Regions from separate parts of the Sus scrofa genome. Here region 1 is linked to region 2. Evidence: chromatin contacts called from public Hi-C data. All regions are on one chromosome and are shown on one strand. Each heading gives the region's core, a stretch centred on a gene start, on an enhancer-like site or on the middle of the called end of the contact. The rest is flanking DNA. Distances are from core to core; before and after follow the strand shown. Region 1 has its middle 37 kb from the start of CPLX1. Region 2 holds the start of PCGF3 (polycomb group RING finger protein 3).

What was found. A called contact is a pair of places that touch in the nucleus more often than the background predicts.
Region 1: a contact with region 2 is called in a Hi-C map of skeletal muscle, with 5 times the contacts expected there. The contact joins the enhancer-like site here to the promoter of PCGF3 in region 2. A contact is called at or near these places in 9 of 47 Hi-C or Micro-C datasets (embryonic fibroblasts, fetal skeletal muscle, heart right ventricle and 4 more) and 1 of 2 datasets of contacts at active chromatin or transcription factors (alveolar macrophages).

What each region holds. Positions count from the first base shown.
Region 1 is chr8:190,930-197,542 of Sscrofa11.1, forward strand. No RefSeq gene overlaps it. Among named protein-coding and RNA genes, the nearest start is that of CPLX1, 37 kb to the right of the region's middle. Within about 2 kb of position 4,787, at least 72 of the 83 cell types and tissues checked have an H3K27ac peak or open chromatin away from gene starts, as enhancers often do. A contact at or near this core is called in alveolar macrophages, embryonic fibroblasts, fetal skeletal muscle and 4 more, where this site is marked.
Region 2 is chr8:136,328-142,602 of Sscrofa11.1, forward strand. PCGF3 (polycomb group RING finger protein 3) reads left to right here and starts at 4,109. Exons shown (of 10, transcript XM_021100828.1): 1 at 4,109-4,305.

The sequences.
Region 1 (6,613 bases), core at 3,537-6,036, 55 kb after region 2:
TCTTGGGCCGCTCCCACAGCATACGGAGGTTCCCAGGCTAGGGGTTGAATCGGAGCTATAGCTGCCGGCCGACGCCAGAGCCACAGCAACGCAGGATCCGAGCCGCGTCTGCGACCCACACCACAGCTCTTGACACCCAAACAGGGGGTCTGGTGAGAAGGAACTGCTAGGGTTCCAGCCACGGTGGGATACCTGGGCGGAAGGTTGGAGGAAGTAGGCTTTGCTCTGGGTTGGGTTCAGTCCGGAACTGGGGGTCTTTCTGTGATGAGGCCGCTCAGCACGTTTTTATCTGGAGAGCGCGAAGACTGGTAGGACACAGCCCGGACGGGTCACAGTGTTCAGACGCGGTTATAATGCGCTCCTGTTTCTATCTTGACCCATCAGGGCTGCTCTGCCCGGGGACGTGTGTGCGGTCGCTTCTGCTTGGCGAGGGCTCAGCTCCTGTCCGGGGCTCCTGCGGGTGGGGGAGGGGGCAGCCCCTGGCGGGGAAGAGGGTCTGCTCCCGGGGGGCGTAGAGCTGCTTCCCTCTCTCTCCCTGGCGGCCTTCCATCCTCAGAGCCTGTTCCCGCTCCCACCTACCTCCATGTGAAGCTCCGGGACACACGCCCCGCCTCGGGGTGACTTCTGGGGAAACTGCCCCCACCGAGAGTGGGCTGAGGGAGCAGGCCCTCAGGCTGGGGTCGGAAGGGCTCCTTGTTGCCAGCCTGGAGTGGGGCGGGGTACACCCAGCGACCGCAGCGCGCGCCTGATCACCCGGCCATGTGCCACTGTGAGGCTGCACGGCCAGCCAGTCACTCTTGGAGCCACCAGTGTCCTGAAGGCTGTTAACCCCGTGACTCAAGGGGCCTCAGGCAGCCTTTTGAGACTTTGATCTTCTGCAGCTGGAGAGCAGGTCAGGCTGCAGCTGCCCAGGAAAGGGCCGAGTCAGGCTGCCGGGCCTGCTGGGCTGAGTCAGACCTTGATGGGGATGGCACTCACCATGAGACCTGGTGGAGGTGCCTGCGTGGGGCCAGGGCCATCTTGAGCCCCAGATTCCCTGAGAGCCCCTGAGCGTGAAGTAGTGGCCCTCCCTTCACCTGGAGACAAAGGCAGATGCCCCCACCCCCATCTGCCTCCTCTCGCTGCCGCTGGTCCAGCAAGCAGGGTCCTGCCTCCGACAGTCTGGGCTGGGCGTGGAGGGCCCCTGGGCAGGGCTGCAGGACCACCGGGTGCATGCCAGCAGGGCCCAAGGGTGCCGGGCGGTGCAGGCAGGACATGCACAGTGGCTGCTCTTCTGTGACTCCAAGATTTGAGTCATGACAAGGGCTTTGGGGCCAGTGGTAAAATGCAGTGTGGAAAAAGCCAGTGCCCTCTGGAAAAGGGATAGAGATGCTGATACCGCTTCCAGAGAAGCTGCCTGGGGCCCGCAGTCCAGCCCTCCGAGGCTGGTAAAGGCCGTGAAAGAAGATCTACGTGAATGAAGAGACACAACAGGCTCTTAGATGGAGTCAGCACGTCACAGAACCGAACCTGGGTCCGCTCAGCCCATCTGCTGACACGGCTTGTGGTGAAGAAAAATGCAGAGTTTGTCGCAGGCGCCAAACAAGGAGAACAGGCAACTGGGGCTCAAAAGCCCTGGCTCCCTGAGGCTTTCAGGGAAGGGTCTGTGAAGACAGGCTGAGGGCGGTGCCATCAGCTCCTGGGTACTCTGCTGACGGGTTGGTGAGGAGGAGGTCGCCAGTCAGCATCACCCGTCCTCGGGTTCAGCCCGTCTGGGGTCTGCGTGCCCGTGGTCAGCAGTCTTCCCCCGCTGGGGCTTCGGTCTCTCTCTGGAAAAGGGCTCAAAGTCGTGGGTCAGGATGTCATCGACAGCCCTTGAGGAGGAACTCAAGGTCCTTGACTTTGTTTTATGGCTGCCTGTTCTTATTTTGTCTTGCTTGTTTTCCTTTGTTCCTGCCCTTTCTCTGATTAAAGTTATTCTCTGGAACTTGGAGCCTACTACAAACAAGAGGGAGGCAGCGGCCATGGGGGCCTGTCCCTGGAGGCCCCACAGGGTAGCAACATCATATTTGTTTTTATGTCTCCTTAGGGTCCTCTTGGCTGTGACAGTTTCTCAGACAGGCCTTGTTTTGATGAACTCGACAGTCTTAAGGGGCTCTGGTCAGATATGTTGTAGCATGTCCTTCAGTTGGTGTTCGTCTGCTATTTTTTCTTTTCTTTTTTTTCTTTCTTTTTTTTTTTTTTTTTTTTTGTCTTTTTGCCTTGTCTAGGGCCGCTCCCGCAGCATATGGAAGTTCCCAGGCTAGGCGTCGAACCGGAGCTGTAACTGCCGGCCTACACCACAACCACAGCCACGCGGGATCCGAGCCGCGTCTGCAACCTATACCACAGCTCACAGTAACGCCGGATCCTTAACCCACTGAGCGAGGCCAGGGACCGAACTTGCATCCTCATGGTTCCTAGTCGGATTCGTTAACCACTGCGCCACGGCGGGACCTCCTGCTATTTTTCTCAGGGTTAGACTCGGGGTGTGGGTCTGGGGGAGGAGGACCCCAGAGGTGTGTGTATCCCATCCTATCACAGTGCCCTGTCACTGCTGATGCTGACCTTGGGCCCCAGAGGTGGTGTCTGTCACGTTTCTCCAGTGCAGGTGCTCTCTTAAGCCCTTCCCATAAGCGTGTTCCCTGAAGGAAGTCACCCTGTGGAGCCCACACCGAAGGCCGGCTCCTGACAGGACCGTCTGCGTCTGCTTTTGCGTGTCCGTGTGCGCCTGTGCACGCGTGGCCCTTACCCTATACCCGGGTCATAATCCAACAGGACCTTATTTTGTTGCCCAGATTGGTCCAGGTTTGGGAGCTCTCTCCCCTTCTCATGCCCCATCATTGTGGGTTTGGTTTGTTCTTTGGCATTTTCTTACTTCCAGGCTTCCTGCACCAGCCAGCTCCAAATGCCTCCTCAGTGGTGAGTTTTGAGTGTGTGTGTGTGTTTTTAGGGCTGCACCTGTGGGGCCCATGGAAATTCCCAGGCTGGGGGTAGAATAGGAGCTGCAGCTGCCAGCCTCCACCACAGCCACAGCAATGCTGGATCCAAGCCGCATTTGCGACCTGCACCACAGGTCACGGCAACGAGGGATCCTGAACCCACTGAACAAGGCCAGGGATCGAACCCGCGTCCTCATGGATCCTAGTTGGGTTCGTTACTGCTGAGCCACAATGGGAACTCCCGATTTTTGATTATTTATTGAACTTTATTTCTGCTCACTGCATGAGGATTAGCTGCAAGTCAGAGAATTTGTATGGACTGTCAGTCTCCCGTCTGAACCTGGAAGGTCCAGCCAGGCCCGGCCCCTGTTCATTGTCTGGCCTCAACATGGGTGGGTGAGGGAGGGGTCAAGAGGTGTGACAGGGTGAGACCCCTTCTTGGGCCCTAAGCAGGACTGTGTGGACATGTGCAGACAGAGGCTGACTTCTGGCTGATGCACCCTAGAATGTAGGACTCCTTGGAGAGAATCAGGGGTTTGGGGCACCTGGACACAGAGCAGGTGCCATCCTTATGGGCCAGAGCTCTCTGCAGGAGCAGGTGCATCAGTGCTACTCAGCTGCAGATTGAGGCAGTTTAAAGGTCAGGGTGGAATTTCCTGGTGGCCTACTGGGTTGGGGATCTGGCATTGCCGCTGCTGTGGCTCAGGTCACTGCTGTAGCACAGGTTTGATCCCTGGGCAGCAACTTCTCCATGCCGTGGGCATGGCCAAAAAATAAAATAAAGGTCAGCGCTGGGACCAGGCTTGGGGGCCAGGTTCAAAGGCCAGTCAACAACTCATTAGCATTTGTCTTTCCAAGAAGGCTTCTTTGCAGAGGGCCCTGAGGAGACAGCCAGGGAGGGAATGACGTGGGCTGTACCCAGGAGCTACCCCTGGCACTGGGTCTCCTGCTTCAGGAGGGTGGCAGCCAGGAGTGTCTGCCAGGATCTCACCCAGTTCATCCCAGGCTTCCAGGCCTTTCCCTCAGTCAGGCTGGGCACCTCTCTTCACTGGCATCATCCTCTGCCTAAATCTCAACGTACTCAAGGGTGCAAGAAACACGTTTATTTTGCAGAAACCAAACTAAACTTCCACTCCATGCCTCACCCTCTGGGGCTGAGAGAAATCACCCTGGGCACCACGGGGGTCTGGTGCTCAGCATTGTGGGGGCCCCACCCTCAGGGACGAGCAATGTAGGATTCTAGTTCTTCCCCGAGCCTCACGCAGCAGAGTAAAGACCCACCAACGGCCGGCACTGGCTGCTAGAGCCAAATGGATGCCCTAGCCCCCTCCTCACCTCCAGCTCCTGGGCCTCACACCCTCACCGCCTGTAACTGGGGCTGGGGGGCGGGGGAGAAGGGTGAGGGTAGTCCGGGGCAGGGCCGATGGCCGGGAGGGATGACCCCACCGGTGGCCGGGAGGAATGACCCCACCGGGAGGTGGTGATCCTCTGCTGTCCCGTCCCTGGACGACCTGTGCGCACCAGGCTGGGCGCATCTCCTCTCCAGTGCCCGCCCCGCCTGGACCGCGCTGCGCCGGCCCAGCCCCACCCCGCAACCAGGTAGTCCCGTTCCTGGTCCTGGCTCAGCTGGGTTCTCTGTCCCAGCCCTCCCAACGCGGGGGCTCAGAGGACACCGGGAGGACGAGAGGACACAGGGAGGGACCGGAGAGCGCCGGGGAGACACTAGGTAATCGATCCCGAGGACACCCCTGCGGCTGCCGCCCTTCCTTCTTTGGCGTCTCCCGGGCCCCGATTTGTTAGGTTTCTGCCACGTGACCTTCTGGGAGCCAATCGCAGCCGCATGACTTAGCACGCGTTGATTGGCTGAGGCCGGCCAGGGGCGGGGTGGAATGAGGTGGGGGCGGGACCGGGGTCACCAGGGGGCCTACTCCTGGCCCCGACGCCTAGGCTCAGCGCCCAGTTTGAGTGGCGCTGGGCGGTGTCTTTCCTTGAGGCCCTTCAATCCTCCAGGCCACGCACGTGTCGGCCGGCCCTAGCCAGGAATTGCTGCAGCCGGATCCCCAGCTCGGCCCCTCAGCCCGCTTCCCTCATCCTTCCTCCGGTCCCGCCCCATCGTCAGCTTCCCCCCTCCCCCCCAAGCCCGACTTCCACCCCACCCCACCCGAGCCCGCCCCCCGCATCCTGCCTGGGCTCCTGCCCCTGGTCCCACCCCCCCGCCCCCCCAGCCTGACTCGCATTCTCACCCCACCCAATCGTGCCCAAGCCCGGCCCCAGGTCGACGGCCTGAATCCCACCGGCTCCGAGGGATCCCATCCCACCCTTCACCGGAGACTGTCCCTCCTTTAGGACCTGATGAGAACCGGCTGAGGCAGAAGTGGAGGTCGGCTCCAAATTGTGTGGACAGGTGGCCTGCACCCAGGGTTCACTGAGACCCGCTGGCAGCGATTGTGGACAGCAGGATTTGTCTAGCTGCGGATTAGCACAGCAAAACAAAATGGTCCTTAATTGCCAGATCTTTAAAAACGTGTCCTGGGAGTTCCCATCATGGCTCAGTGGTTCACGAATCTGACTAGGAACCATGAGGTTGTGGGTTCGATCCCTGGCCCTGCTCAGTGGGTTAAGGATTCGGCATTGTCCTGAGCTGTGATGTAGGTTGCAGACACGGCTTGATCCCGTGTTGCTGTGGCTCTGGTGTAGGCCAGCGGCTACAGCTCCGGTTAGACCCCTAACCTGGGAACCTCCACATGCCGCAGAAGCGGCCCTAGAAAAGGCAAAAAGACAAAAAAAAAAAAAAAAAAAAAAAAGTGTCCTGACAGCCTTGATAGCTAAGTGGCTTGTGACTCAAGCAGTTCCAGGTGCCTAAGAGACAGCAATGCCGAGCAGAACACGGCCCCAGGTTGGCTCCAGAGGATCTGCCTGCCTACCTGAGGCATGGAGGACTTCCCTGAAGGAAGTGTGGTCTGCTTTGTTATAGAGTTAAATGAATGCTCTGAAAGGAAAGAGACTACAAAGAGGCAGAGTGGTCCTAAAGCAAGCCCAGAGCCAAGGGCGTGGTGGCAGAAGTCCCAGGGCCACTCTGAGGTCCTCAGCCAGCTTCCGCCTCAGGGCCCTGGCACTGCCATTCCTCTGCCTGGAATGCACTTCCATCAGAGGCCTGCAGAGCTCCCTCTGTGTGCACACATCACATCTTCAGAGGGAAACAGCGACCCTCACCATCCCCTCTGCCTCCTGCCGCTGGAAAAATCAGTCCCAGGAGAAAGGAACCTCAATTACCCCTGGTGCCTAGAACGGGGCTCTGCACGTTGTGGGGGTTCAGCAAGCATCAGGCAAAGGGGTGCCTCTCCCTGGAGCCCGCGGACCCCTCTGCAAAGAGATCTGCCCCACCAGGCACTGAGGAAGGGCCGCGGGGCTCCCGAGGGAAGGCGATGCAGGTCACTGGCAATCCGGGTTGCTCAGCACTGAGAGGAGTTCAGGCCAGGCGGGGGCGGGGGTGCAGTTCGGTGTGCCCCTTCTCAGAGCAGCCGTGCTGGGGCGGTGGCTTGTAGAGCCCAAAACCTGGATCAGCTGGCCAAGTTCTGAGGCAGAGGCAAAGGGGCAGCATTCTGGGCCCAGCCCAGTGGGGAGGGGGTGGGGGTGGGGGGACAAGTGTGGTC
Region 2 (6,275 bases), core at 2,859-5,358:
CCATCCTGGAGGTGACCCCTGATGGCACATACAGGTGTCTGAAGCTCTTATACAGCTGCAAGAACCCCTGTGTGGAGATTCAGTGGTTTGTTAATTACTCGCACTTGATGCCACGTGGACTGTTCCAGTTTTTTCTAGTATAAATTCCATTTCCGTTATTAGCCCTGTTCCTGCCTTTGCATTCTTGCCAGTGTATCTTTGGCCTAAATTCTTCCTTGGGGATTGCGGGGTCAGAGGATAAATACCCATGTAATCTCGCTGGATACTCTCAACCTCCCTTCTGTCCCCACCAACAATACATGTGACTAGAGTCTCGACAGGAGGGTAGGTTGTCAAGTGCTGGGGTTTTGTTGCCAGGTTGGTCAGGAGAGGCCTTGGGAGACATCTGAGCACCCGGCAGAGGGTGGGGGGAGCCACATGGGCGGTCAGGAAAGCCTGAGAGTAGCTCAGCCATGGCCCTGAGGCGCGAGGGCCCAGCAAGTCCAGGAGTGTTGAGGGGCCATGTGGCTGGAGGAAGTGACAGGAGAGCAACAGAGGCCAGGCCAGAGGTGGGGCAGGATGCAGGCTCGAGGCAGCCCTGGGGGACTCGGAGCAGCTGCCGGCTGCTAAGCAAAGGCCTGGCGCACTCTGACCCAGGTGTCGAGGGGCTGGCTCCTCGGCTGCTCTGTTCAGGAGAGGCTGTGGCTGGGGCAGCAGCTGCAGAGGCGGAGAGCCTGGGCTGCACCTCGGCGCGTCTGAAGATAGAGCCGACAGCATTTGCCCATAAACTGGGTGTGGGAAAACGGAGAGAGGGGGCATCAGGAAGGAGTGCTGATGTGTGCCCCCAGTAGCGGAGAAGACGGCGCTGCCCCTGGCTGGGATGGGAAGATGAGGAAGCGGTCTGCCCCGGGCCTGGGGGAGCAATGTCTGCAGTTCCCTGAGGGACACCTCGGTGCACACACGCTGGCGGTCACCAGCACCTGGACGGAGCTCAAAACCATGCGGCCAAAGAGCTCGCTGGCCAGGAGTGACCGTAGGGGCAGGAGAGGAGGATGGCTGAGGGGCTGAGAAGGTGCCAGTCAGAGGGCAGAACACGGGAATGGGCTGAGGGGAAAGCGTTCCCAGGAGAGAGCAGTGCAGGGGGTCATGGAGGTGACGGTGGCTGTGGACGCAGCCCACGACATCCGGGGTGACCTGGGCCAGAGTGTTTTACCGGGGGAGGCTGAGCCGTTAAGAGATAGCCCGGGAAGGGGAATTGGGGCGGGGGCGAGTGTAGACAGCTCTTCTGAGGAGTCGGGCTAAAAGGATGAGCAGAGACGCACGTGGCCGAGAGAGCCCGTTTTATTCCATTTGGTTATTCAGGGGGGCAGCCTGGAATGGCCCACCAGAGAGGATGGCCCTGGGGGAGGCAGAGAAGACGGGCACTCTGGGGGGGTGCTTGAGTGGCAGAGAAGGGAGGACAACGCCTCTGGGGAAGGAGGGGGTGTGGGCAGGTGGGTGGGGGGTCTCCTCTCACTGCTTATATCTGGTTTTTGGTTCCCTCTTTCTGTTCTGCCCTATTGAGGTGTAATCACACAATGTAACCTGTATGCTTCAGTGAGTTCTGACCCAGATGTACACCCAGGAGCTTATCACCACCATCCACCCAACACGCATTTCCATCATCGCAGGTGTCCCTGGGCCCCCTGTGACCCCCGACTCTTGTGCTTTTGCTCTGAGTGAAGCCCTGGAGGGTTCTGGGCAGAGCAGGGACATTCCTCCGCTAACGTGTTGTGAGACTTACTATTTCATGGTGAGGATAGATTTGGGGCCCGAGGAAGGAAGCAGGAGGCCAGCCTGGAGGTGATGCACCAACTGGGGGAATCCAGGGCCTTGGACCAGTTTGGGAGTGGGGTGGAGGAGCCGTGGTGGATTCTGAGGAGTCTACTGACAGCAAGTGTGGGCGTGGGAGGGAGGATTGCCGCTCAGCAGGTGGGAAGGAGTCCACTTTCTCTGCAGCGAGGGCCATGGGAAGGTCAGGAGTTGACATTCTGACATTAGAGATGTGGCCACACAGCTGGACACAGGAGCCAGAGAATCAGGGTCAAGGTCCGGGATGCAGTAATCGATGAGGTCCCCCAGGGAGAATGGGTGGGTAGCCCAGATGTCTGGTCTGCACCCTCAGCAAGAGACCCTGGGCCTGGGACGAATTTGGAACTGTTGCCATGCCTCATCTACTTGCTCCTGGCTCTCCCCCATTTGCAGACAGGTGGCCACAGTGTCAGACAGCTGTCAGGTGACTGCCTGGTGTTACCTTACCCTCAGCCCAGGGCTGCTCCTGGTCTGCTGTCCCCTGGGCATCCACTTCCAATCCGGGTCATCTGAATGCCCAGGAAACAGAAGCAGCTAGAAGAGACCATGCATCAGGGTCTGCCCCCCTCCCCCCCCAGTGTGAAGTCCTGCCAGCTGCCCCCCTGGATCTGGGAGCCTGGGCTCACACGGCATGGTCATTGTCCCAGTGTACCCAGTCAAAGCCACTGACGTTGCCAGGGCTCCAGCCCAGATAGAAAACAGCCTTCTTCTCTGGCATGCCTCGTTCCCTTTGTGGCTTCCATCTACTGCCTTGAAAAGTTGTCTGTATTTCTCCTCCTCCTTTGAACAATCTGTTTTCACTCCAACGATGCATCCACACTCCACTGGCCATGGCCCCAGAGGGGCCTCACTGCCCTCATCCTTCCTGCAGCCGAAAGGACATCACTCACCCCTGGGAGGAGGCTCCTCCTCCCCAGGCTGTTTTATCTGGGTCTTTCTCCCCTGCGCCTCCTGAACTCCTGCATTTCTCCACTAGGAGGATCAACTGGGGTGGCCCCCCATCCCTCACTCCCTCCCTTGACCGTCCCATCATCTGTAGACACTGCAAGCTCACGCTGCACACCTACAGCCCCCAGCCTCCCGATGGCCCCAGCTTGGGGCCTAGCAACATCACCCTCCTCAGATGGTCAGCAGCTGCCCATTCCTCCACCTTGCCTGCCCTCCACGGCACCACGTGGTGCAGGCCCCTGGCTCTCCCCAGCACTGCCTTCTGATGCAGCCCTGCCCCCACTGACACAGTTCAGCCTTCCACGGAGACCCTGCCATCTGACTTCATCTCCAGCCTCCCTGTGCCCTCTGGTTTTCAGGCTGGTCTCTGGAAAGTACCCTTCACACACACACCCACCTCAGGGCCTGAGGCTGTCTGGACCCGCTGTGAACCTCTGCCAACTCCTATACTTGCAGGGCTTGCTCCCTGCATCCCTTCCGTGCCCGCTCATTCTACTGTAACCAACTCTGCAGTCAAATGCCCTACCACTGAGCTATACCCTCTATCGTAACCAACTCTGGACACCCACAGCCTCCCCCACCTGGCTTGTTTCCCACAGGACACCTCATTTACTTTCCTCTGTTATTCCCGCGCTGCGCCCCCTACGCAGTGTGGACCCCAGCGGGGCGGGACCGTCACCTTCACTGCTTACAGCTCCAGGGCGGGGCCTGCAGAAAGGTGGACTAGGGATGGGTTGTGGAGTCGGCCATGCTGCTGGCTGACCGGGAGTCCAGGAGGGAGGACGATCTCTGTCCGCGGCGACCCTACTCCTTCCAGGAGCTAGTTCCCAGGAAGAATAGGAATGCAAGAACGAGACCGCCTCCCTCGGAGGAAAGTCCTGGTCCTAGAGCCCTGCTCGAGCCCAGCTGACTGCAGGGTTCTGCGTTCCGTCAGCCCCGCCCCCGCCTAGCGCCGCGGCCACCGACCCCGCCCTCCGACCACGCCCCTCCCCGCCCCCGGACCGGGGATCGCGCCACGCCTCCGCCAGGCCCGGCACAATCTCCGGCCCCGCCTTCCCGACCCCTCACAAGTCTCTAGCGCCCTGCCCCCTGCAGGGTCTCTGAGCAGTGCCCGTCCTCCAATCTCTCTCTGACCACGCCCCCCGCCTGCACCCACATTCTCTGCCACGCCCCAGCCCTAGATCCCGCCCCCGCGCCCTTGCCTCCCCCAAGTCCCTGGGCGGAGCCCAGCCCGGACGCGCCCGCGCCCTTGGACCACGCCCTTTCCCCCGCCTCTGGCCCCGCCCCTCCAGGCCCCGCCCCGGTCCTGGTTGCCGGGTGGGAGCCGGGATGGGCACTGCGCATGCTCCAAGCACGGCGCCCCCGACTCTGCGTTCGGCTCCACTCGGGCATTTCCGCCTCTTTGTTTTAAACTCCGGACGGGTTTTTTTCTCCTGCTCTTGGGGGGGACCCAGAGGGAGCGGCGCCCCCTCCCCCTCCCGGCGCGGCCCCCGCGTGCGCCCCGCTCGCCCGCAGCCGAGACGGCAGGTCAGTGAGTCCGCGCCCCGCCCGGCCTGGTCCGCGGCGCCCGCTCCACAGGCCGCGGCCTCTGCCTGTGTCCGGGCCCGGAAGGCTCCGAACCCCTGCCCGCGCCCCTGTGCCCTCGTCGGCCCGGTCTGCGGAGCCCCGACTCGGCTTGGCAGGCCCAGGCCCGGGCCGGACCCACCGGGGACTGGGACCCCAGGGAGGGCCCGATCCCGGGACGAGTCTTCGGGGAGGGACCAGGGAGGACCGGACCCCAGAACGGGTACCGAGAAGGTCTGGACTTCGGGATCCCCCAGAAAAGGACTAGGAATCTCTGGACCCTGAGACAGATCACCTAGGAGATCCCAACCGTGCTATGGGTCATGGAGTTGGGTCCAACCCCACTCTAGGTCACGGTGGTGGGTTGGAACCCTAGGACCCAGCAGGAATTGGAGAGAGCTGGACCCTGAGGAAGGTCACCGAGCAGGGCCAGACCTCAGGACCCGGCAGGACCCAGGAACTGCTGGGACACTGAAACAAGTCACTGAGGAGGGCCTGGACCTTAGGATGGGTCACTGGGGCAGTCTGGACCCCAGGACGGGTTCGTGGAAAGATCAGGACTTGAGGCTAAACCCACTAGGGAGGACTGGGACACCAACATTGGCCTTGGTACGGCCAGGATTCTGGAAGCACCGCGAGCACCTCTGGGACCCTGGGACAGCCCTCCCTTCCCAGGAGGCCGGGACCCTGGGACCGTGCCATGTGGCGGGCTCCAAGGGTGACCCAGGTAGGTCACGTAGGAAGCTGGATGCTGGGGCAGGACTGAAGAAGGCCGGCTCTGAGGGAGGGCTAGGACCGTGATAAGAGCCAGAACTTGGACAGGTCCCTAGGGAGGTCACGACTCTTGAATGAGTCCCTGAGAGGTACCCAGACCTCAAAGGTGGTCTGTGAGGAGTGAAGGGCCCCCAGGCTGGGTCCCCAGGGGGGTTGGGTCCAGAAGCGGGATCCAGAGGTGCCCTGAAACTGCCCGGCCCCCTCAGCTGGACCTGCCTGCTCCAAAGGCTCTGGAGCATCAGGGTCCTGGTCGCCTGAGCCCCACAGGTGCAGACCAGTCTCCTCCTGAGGCCCCTGAGCACCTGGGCCCCACAGACCTGACCTTTAGCACATGCTGCCTGGGCAGGGCCCCGGGGCTGGTCATGGAGCACGTTGGGGCCCATCCTCCAGTGCCTGGTCCACACTGGCTTTGTGTCTCTGAAACCTTGGAATCAGACTTTCATCAGGATCTTGCCCACATTGTCCTTTAATTTGGAAGTGGGGATGCGACAGTGCTGCTCTTTGACTGGGGAAGGGCTCCAGAGGGTGTTGTGTAGAATAGTGTTGGAGGAGTTTGAGAGGACAGAAGGCCCAGGCGGGCACTGGCTGCCTGGCACGGGGTCGGCATGCGGCACACAGTCACCGAATGAATGAGGGAGTGTGTGAACGAACGCATGAAAAGCAGGAATGCTTTCAGAAAGATGTGCGTGCGACAGGCTTGCGACTCATCCAGAGATTGGACAGTAGAATGAGGCGTAAATCTCAAACTCTCAAGGGAGATGCTTGAACTGGTCAGTTCAGTATTTCATTTTGTGCCGTAGTTTCACTTCTTGGTTACTTAGGAGAAAACCACTTTGGATTTTCAGTGTAACATTTCATGGGACCTAATCTTAAGCAAATGGAGTCCCCAAATAGTCCAGTCTAGAAACTTTTCTTTGCCAAATGTCCAAATGTAACCACAGTCGGGACCCTCATACTTAATGCTTACTTTTTTTTTTTTTAACATACTTTCTTTTTTTCTTTTTCTTTTATTTATTAACACTTTATTCTTTAAACACTTAATTTGCTTTGTGAAGTTTTGGAAAAGACCTGTAAAACTGGGCGTTCAGTTTTGGTTAGGCTCTTTCCTTTCCCATTTTTGGATTTTTGAAAGTGTGATAATGCTGGGCAGTTGCACTATT